Linked DNA regions of Zea mays: region 2 is linked to region 1. Evidence: chromatin contacts called from public Hi-C data. All regions are on one chromosome and are shown on one strand. The core of a region is the stretch at or near the end of the contact, and the rest is flanking DNA. Distances in the headings are between cores, read along the strand shown.

Region 1 (4,377 bases), core at 784-3,283:
TCAGTTGAAGCCATACTCTAGTCATCATTTAATGAGATTAACCTTGGCTTTAAAGAAATCCAACATTTCAATCTCAAATTGAAGTTCATCATCCTTCGGAAAGCCATCTGGAGTTGCAACTGGACAATCGTCCTCAGCGTAGTGAATTTTAGGCTGCATTTTGAACTGAAAAAAAGAATATAAGTGAGTAAGAAAAAGAGACAAAAATGACTAAACAATATGCGCATGTATTATTGTTAACATGTGCATTTTCAAATCGCTGCATTCTCCATGAAACTGAGTAGTGTCTTCGTATTAGAAATACCATACCATAGCAATTTCACCCTTCAGCATTGTTGGGAAGCCTTCAGCAAAGCCTAGGATCATCTTGCTCTTCCCTAAAACAAATCTGAGTGGGATTCCTTTACCTGTAAATTATAACAATAGTAACGAAGATGATTTGAAGGCTCAATAATTGAATTGGGTAGTCATATAGATGGGACAACCATTTGGGGTGCAAAGTTCATGCGGCAGTTTGTTGTAAGATACAAATATTACAGAAAAGAATCAGATAAAAAAGTACTACAGAAAAGACATAGTGATCTATTATATTGTTCTAGAGGATGCACAATACAGGACAGGTGTTTTCCAAACCGCACACATGGCTAATGAACACAGCACAAAACAGGATGCTTGCGACATAAAATTTAAGTTGAGTTGTGAAATGCAAGCACGCAACCTCATCAACAGAGGAGGAAACCATACTATAATTAATATGAAAACAGGATATGGAAGCAACAATATTTATAGATACTGCAGTATACATAGTGGTGAAATGTGCTCAGAGATGATGCAACACCTCCATGCTCCCTTCTTGTAGAATTTACAACGATACCATCAATTGTCCGAGTAGTGCAATGAAGTATAACCTGCACAATTATTACAATGAGATATATTTAATCTGACCATCTAAAATTCCTCATGTCCACAGTAATAAAAACAGGACTGTGCAAAAGCCATTATGAGGGTCAGCAAAAAGTGCTGCCATCAACAGTGTAAAATGTGTAGTCCTGAAAAAAAAAGGAATATGTGCTATATGTAGTATGTATGAACAATCCAACACAAGAGTTTCATTTGACCATTAGGATAAGTTCTGTTAATGTGTATTTACAGGACACAATAGAAAATGTCAGTTAATGGATGATCTCGGCATTACACCAAAAACTTGTGCCACAAATAGGGTCATTCTATGTAAGAACCAATAGCCAATTACACAAATTGTTGGATGATTTACTCGATCAAGTACAACTAAAGTTCCAAACGTCCTTGCTCATCAATCAACATCAAACAGTGGTTCGGCTGCAGAGGGAAACACACGTTCCTGATTGTATGCACTTCCACAATTTCATTGCACGATATATGAAGGCAGAGAGGGCAGGCAGTCCTTTCAACCTGATCGCCCTCTGCAGGGGTGGCATCACCGCTCCCAGACCGTATAATGCCCTTCATTAAGCTCCCAGGTGTAAGCTTCTTCCTCCTGCAGTGCAACAGAAACATGGCGTGATCACAAGCAAGCAGCAGTAGTTCAACGAACGAAAGGAATGTCTGAATTGCAAAATTCTACAGCCGGATTAATAATGGAAACAAATACTAAGTCCCGCAATTCGACCCTGCATGCTTCGGAACCCCGAGGGGGCGAACTGGGACTGACCTCTTCTCGGCCTCCTCCTCCGCCGGTGACTTCTTCTTTACGGGCGGCGGGAGTTCCCCACCGCCGTCGCCGGCATCTTGGGCCATGGCCGAAGCTATAGCTTCCGGGCAGGTGCTCAACGGCCGCCGCGTCGGAACGGGGTAGGGAGAGAGGTAGGGCAAAGGAATACTTCGCTAATCAAGGCCGCTGTCCTGCGCGGGCGTAACTGCTGCTAATCAAGGCCGGGATGCGGAGCAGTTGCGGCAGTCGGTAGCAGCAGGCCAGCAGCCAGCACAGCGCCTTGGAGAGTTGGAGTTGGAAGAAGCGGGTGGTACGGGAATGGGATGGTGGACTCGCCGGTCCCCGCCTCTCCGGCGCCCGGCGGAGAGTCCAACGAAAGCATGTCGCTGGTACCTTCCTTTGACTTGGGCCTCGTGTTTCAATGGGCTGTGGCTCCATTGGGCTGCGAGCAGGCTGCCATATGCCCAGGCCGTTATCTCAGATGGGCCGTTGCACTTGCACGTCTCGCTCAGGCGCTCCTTATTAGCGGCCGCCAACTCGCCGGCGCTGCGTCCGCGTGCTGCGTCTTCACCAAGCTCCCGGTCGCCACCGCGCCTCTCGTGCGCGCGGCGGTCCGGCGTCGATGCTAAGCCCTTCCCGCTCCATCGCTTCCGCCTCTCGTGTAATTCTGAGTAAGGATTCATCCTTCGTTGGCTCTTCTCTGTCGGCAGTTTATTTTATGTTTTATGGGGCTATGGTGGTTCGGGGGGGATTTTGAACTGCACTTAGCTGTTCGAAGGAAGGGCCGACCGAATCAAACCGAAACCGCGTGGATTGATACAGGCCGATGGTAGCTATCTACTTTGGCATTCGATAGGAAATGGGAATCAGCAGTGCATATTGTTCCCTGTGATTTGGATGAGCAGTCATCAATGCAGGCGGTCTGTGTTCATCCTGTTTGTAAACAGCATCGGAGCTCCTGTGTGTAAGGCTGTAACATCTCTCTCCTGAAACTGGCAGAATGGACCAACCTCTCCATCTCGTGCACGTCAAGATTCTCGCCGCGGACCTTCTCTCCTTAACCGTACGGCACACCTCTCCGACGACGTTCCTCCGCTGCGGCCGTAGGGTTGCGCGTGCGGAGCTCGTCGGAGTCGTCGTCTCGCGTGACCGCAGGGAGAAGTTCCTCCGCTTCCTGGTCGACGACGGCACTGGGTGTGTGCCGTGCATCCTGTGGCTGAACCACCAGTACTTGAATGCTAGGACGTCCTCTGGGCCATCGTCAGACCATGATCCTACTGCAGAGATGGCGCTGAAAATGTCAGAGGAGGTGCGTCTAGGCACCCTCTTGAGGGTGCGAGGGAAGATCGCCTCGTATCGTGGTGCGATCCAGATTACTGTTAGAGATGTGGTTCCGGAGAAGGACCCGAATTCGGAGGTGCTGCATTGGTTGCAGTGTGTCCGCCTGGCCAAGGAGTGCTATGATCTGCCACCACGTTCTGCTCAAGGTCGCACTTGAATGGGGTTTACCATGTGTAGTTTGTACGAGTTTATCTATCTCTGCACTTGCTGGAGACAATCTCTTCTAAGGGGGGCTCTTAATTCTTTGCCATCTTTACGAAAACCACTTAATCACATGTTATTGATATGGTATTTTATATGCCACTCACCCCTGTAAAAGTGGCAAAATGTATTTAGTGTCTCTTCTTTTCCTACTAAAAAAATTATCCCATGCTCACGGGCTGCATAGGAAATGCTCAAGTATTAAAATCTATATGAAACGATATAGTGTTTTGTTTATGTAACCCATACGAAAACGCTGCTACCGCGCTTGTGTGCTCGCATGGAGCATGTAGGTTCTAGCATGGACGTGTAAGCAAGCATGCCGGGCAAATTATGCATGGACTTGAACGGAATTTGATCAAAACTATACATGTCAAAATACTTTGTCGCCAAACAGATGTTAGATTGTACATTGCAATTAGTAAACCATGGTACTGTAATGCTATGGTATTGAAAAGTGAGTTGCCAAACAGGCTAACAAAGGATCCACGCTCACTGGAAATCTCGAACGCATACAAAAGCTCGGCGACTTTAGCAAATCTGCATTTCACCATATATTTGGATTTCTTCTCATGGAATCTGTTTCCTAAGATGTCCCAGCTTCTGGCCTTTTCCTCAAATCACCTCCCATAGCCTCGTCATTATACGGTAGAGGTCGCATAATCCTTCTTGTGGTAAGGATTCCAAAGTTACAAAGCTGTACATCAACTCCCGTTATGAAATTATAAATAAAAACAACAATAGCATGTCATCAAGCGACACAGGTGCACAGCACAAACGAAGGCAATGCCTGCATTTTTTATCGAATATGCAGGAGAGCTACACATCATTATATTAAGAAGAAGAAATGCAATACCTGTGTTACTGGAACAAACAAGCAAAAAAAAAACAGCCCCAAATCCTTTAGCCTTTCCATTCTTCCCAAACCAAATCTGTACATTCCTCTTAACATCTTGAGGACAAGGGCGGAGCAAATATACAACTACTGAGAGAATTTTACCTCTTACCCTAACCTGATCTGTTAATCTTTGTACTGGTCTGATGGTCTCATGCAACTTCTACAGCCAGACATGGCATGCACTGGCCCTGAGATTAGGGATTGGTCAATGCAAACGGTTATCTTGGACTTTAGGGATTGTGCGTGA
Region 2 (4,377 bases), core at 825-3,324, 370 kb after region 1:
AATTAGACATATCACTGTTAGAAATGGACAATAAAATATATCCAAATTAGTTAGTGCAGCTACAAGGTACCTGTGCAATCCACTCACATAATACCCAGGAATATACTGGAAAGATGTCTGCACTATTATAAAATATGTCACTCCAATTATGGCAACATAAAATACCTGCGGTTGGGAGAATAAAATGTCACAAACGATTGGTTAGGAGCAGGAGCTGATGCTAGCATCTTATGCATTCAAATATCAGGAACACAAACCCTCGGCTCTTAGTTGTTGATAGTTGAGTAAATTTGGTTATGATTTGACATGCCAGGTAATTTGTGCTAGCTCAGGTGTCCCAAGGGAATTAGAAGAATAATCACTAAAAAGAAACTTCTTCACTGAAGCAAAGGATATAATAACAGTAAAAGAACCTGAAGTTTATGTAAATTATGTGTGTATCGTTATTATCATTAATTGACAATGCCAAACTGATGTTCTGTCCTATTCAATGCAGAGAGTTCACACACAGATCCCCAAACACTGATATAATTATGCATCAAGTCACACCAGAGAGACACAGGTCCATATACTCGTTTGGTCTTTTTTGCAGTCTTTTCTCACCTTTCAAATCCATCTCTCGTCCCCTAACGAGTTTTATTTCCTCCTTCCTTTCACCCAAAGGCAGAGCTTCATTAGGGCCATGGCCCCTCCACGTTTTTGCAAATCTATAAATGATGCTACAGTGTCTTAGTATATTTTGCTAATGAAGATTTAGATCCCCCCCCCCCCCCCCGACATTCCCTAAACCATGTATATTCTAACCTAAGATTCGCCACTGCTTTCACTTAGCACAAGCACAAAGCCTTTATTAATTTCATAGAATCCGAAGAACATAAACCACTCCCTTAATCAGCAGCTTTTGGTTGCATGTTTACTGTATAGCAGGTTTACCAAATGTAGGATATTTATAATAATGGGCAACCAAATAAGAAACCCAAGCCCTAACATACTTGATCGTCCACATTCTGGTCCTTGAAAAAACTCCTCGTTTGCAGAGTCAAGTAGTCAACCGAGCATTGGAGCTACCAACCGAGAACCCACCATCAATCCCCTAGCTATCGATCAATGCCGCTATCTCAAGCAACAACTAACAGCCATTCAGCATCAAGCGGTATTCCAATACTCAAAACAGACAACTTAACCTTCCATCACAACTACATCATATTTCGACATAAACAGTTATCCCCAACATTGATAATTCAAGACACGTTGGCAATTCAAGTACGGATGAATGGCATGTACCTGCAATATCGGGTTGGGTCGGTCGCAGCAGTATCCCTCGACACCGAGGACGAGATCCCTAGCCCCAGTGCCGCACACAGACTGCACAAACCGCCTGCAGGAACAATTCCCTCACTCACTAAGCAGGAGCAGGAGTGAAAGGAAGGATAGGGGGAAGGGAGGCGCTAGAACGTACAGGAGGTAGTGGTAGGCCCCAAAGGTGAGGAAGTGGTTGATGCTCTGGATGAAGGTGCCCTCGAAGATGGGCCATTGCCCGCAGAGGAACGACACCACCACCAGCGCCGTCACTGACCCGTGCACCAGCAGCAGCCACGGCACCTCCATCCCGGCAGGGATCCCCACGCCTTTGCCGGGGGACCGCTGCCGCCGCCGGCAAATCTGATCGATCCAGTCAAAGGAAAACCGCAGCCGGACGGAGAAAACAAACAAGCAACCTCCTCTGTTTAGCCGCCAACCTGGTCGATCCAGTCAAACGCGCTTCACGCCACCGCTGCGGGTGGGTCCCCCTGCACCTGACTCGCCTCGCTAGACACTTCTTCGCCGCCGGCCCGCTCGACAGACCCTTGACTTGCCGCCGCTCGACTGACTGCTAGTGCTAGGGTTAGGGTTGGGAAGGAGGCGTGCCGACGAGGACTGGAGCAAGGCGTGGAGGATCGTGCGCGGCGGCGAGTGGCTCAAACGCTGGTCGTAGCGGCGCCGATGGGGGAGAACGAGTAGGGTGTTCGGGAGGAGAAATTTGTATTTTTGACACCCTAAATAACTGGCTTTGCACAATTGACATTCTAATTTCTAAAGATTAAATTCGTAAATCTGACACGCACTTTTTAATAGTTTTTTTATTTTCCCATTTTCTGAGATATGGAAGGAATAAATATAATATACCATTTCTCGTATTTAACGTACTAATAAAGCCACCGCTGCGGCAAATTGAGAATGTGGTACTCTTTTAATAAGTGAAAGAGCACATCTGCGGCAAATTTATAAACAAGAAAGGATATATTAGTCCTTTTATATTTTAGAAAATAGAAAAAAGAAAAGAAAACTATTAAAAGATAAAATGACAAATAAATCAAAGTGACAATGATGTGGGTATCAAATTTACGAAATTAATTTTAGAGTGTCAATTGTGCAAAATCACTTACTTAAGGTGTCAAAAATACAAATTCCTCATTAGAGAATGGAGACACTTCAATTGTCGGACTGGGCTTTTATCTAGGGACTAGGTAAGTGTCCGTGTTTTGCCACGATGTTTAAAAGTTAACGATAAACATCACTATGATATGCACGGCTATCTTCCTAGGTCCTAGCACACGAGCGCAATGGCGTCCACCACCACCATCTTCCTCGTTGTCTTCCTGCTCATTGCAGCGTCCGCAACACGACGTGGTCCTGCTCACCTCGCGAGCTGCACGCGCTGCTGAACATGAAGCATGTGCTACCCAACTACTGCGCGTGGGACCACTTTTGGTGCAACGACGTCGGGCCAGCGTGTAAACATCGTCTTCATTGACGGCGCGGACGACGTGCATGGCCAGATCCCGTCCACGATGGGCGGGCTCACGGAGCTCATGTCGCTAACCCTATGACCGCATCTATCCCAAATCCATTTTCATCATTGTACACCATTATGTGAGGTTAGAGAATTATTCCTTTTTGTTTAAGAAAGATCATGTATATGATGAAACCAGTACCTAGACGAAAGAAGGCAAATATATTAGATGTAATTGCACAATGTCATGAAAGTAGGATATGTGAACCCAGGATATCTTAACCCTGGATTAAAAATGTTGAATATGATACTTTACATGTTCTGGTAAATCAAACACACATTTATGTATTTTTAGATTATGAAGAAACTTTGAAATGTTTGATCTCTGTTCATGCACATACTTTTGGTTGGTACCTTCTCTAGTTATGTGCTCATGTGTTACGACGTCATCCAAATTATTCAATAAATGTTAGTGCACAAAGATTACATGAAAACGAACAACATATATATCATCAACCCCAATATCTCACAAATTTACACTAATAACATGAAATGTGTGCGCAATTCAAATAATGATAATTTGTTTTCTAACATGCTTGTTTACGGACATCTTCATTTGGTGAAGTGAGAAGCTTCACCAGGATGGGAGGCACCAATATTTACAACCGACAATGGTGTCCTCTGCAGAGACAACCATGCTGCCTCATATTGCGGCCACAATAAAACCAGAAAAGAAAAAGGTAAGTTTTCATCATAAACAGATCAGGATTAACACCATTCAATCTTCAGGTAAGTTGACGATTCTTCGCTCATAGATAGATTGGGATTATAACAACATACAACCTTCAATCAAGCAAGTAAAGTGGCATTGTTATGTTTGAGCAGTAGCAACACTACAACCAATTTTGGGTTTACAATATATCTACAAACAATATCTATGTCTACATTATGTAATGCACGTACATAATCATAAAGCTAATGCAAAAGTTTAAGACTGAATGTGCCTCAAAAGTAGTTTCCTGTAATACCTAGAGCTGAGGGTAGTCCTCCTTGGAGAGCAATTGTACCAAGGAAGGCAAAACTCCACATTTAATAACCTCCTTATTTGGGGGATCCATTGTTGATGACCAGAGAAGATAAACATATATTTTGGTTGTAGTTTGGACAACCGCACCACACAGTAATGATCTCGAATGTAGACATGGTAGGATTAGACAAATCCATGACACTTACTGCAGCAACCCATTGGCTGCACGACTCCTTAAAGCTACTGCTGCTCTGGGTAACTTCGCTTGTTCCCTCCAATACCCAAATTATTCGATAAAACGTTAGTGTGCAACGATTACATAAAAACGAATAACACATATATTACATAAAAACGAATAACACAAAATGAAGAAATATACATAACAATTAACAAAGCAGAGTAATACATATAAAATGTAAAGTCAGTCAACCAAGCTTCCAAGACACCTAGCGAAGGCACTACCTTCAACACCGTATTTGAAAGATATTCAGAGTTCAGTGAAGTACCATTTGGATGTGACCACCAAAGGATATAGAAGTGTAGTTTACAGTGGTGATCATGACATAGATGTACTTTA

The links. Hi-C and Micro-C count contacts between places; a contact is called where the count stands out from the background.
Region 2: a Hi-C map of endosperm shows a contact between it and region 1, with 2.6 times the contacts expected there. The contact joins the promoter of LOC100284321 here to the promoter of LOC100282570 in region 1. A contact is called at or near these places in 4 of 25 Hi-C or Micro-C datasets (endosperm, leaf and tassel).

What each region holds. Positions count from the first base shown.
Region 1 is chr9:133,315,999-133,320,375 of Zm-B73-REFERENCE-NAM-5.0, forward strand. It overlaps LOC100282570 (peptidyl-prolyl isomerase PASTICCINO1), which reads right to left and starts at 2,034. Exons shown (of 20, transcript NM_001155478.2): 1 at 1,691-2,034; 2 at 1,432-1,516; 3 at 839-908; 4 at 310-407; 5 at 43-165. The coding sequence starts at 1,776. It overlaps LOC100285101 (OB-fold nucleic acid binding domain containing protein), which reads left to right and starts at 2,241. Exons shown (of 2, transcript NM_001157996.2): 1 at 2,241-2,361; 2 at 2,690-3,385. The coding sequence starts at 2,691. The coding sequence ends at 3,188. LOC100279633 (putative protein kinase superfamily protein) reads right to left here. Exons shown (of 11, transcript NM_001152629.1): 11 at 4,034-4,377. The coding sequence ends at 4,336.
Region 2 is chr9:133,685,353-133,689,729 of Zm-B73-REFERENCE-NAM-5.0, forward strand. LOC100284321 reads right to left here and starts at 2,075. Exons shown (of 10, transcript NM_001157216.2): 1 at 1,460-2,075; 2 at 1,285-1,378; 3 at 71-165. The coding sequence starts at 1,608.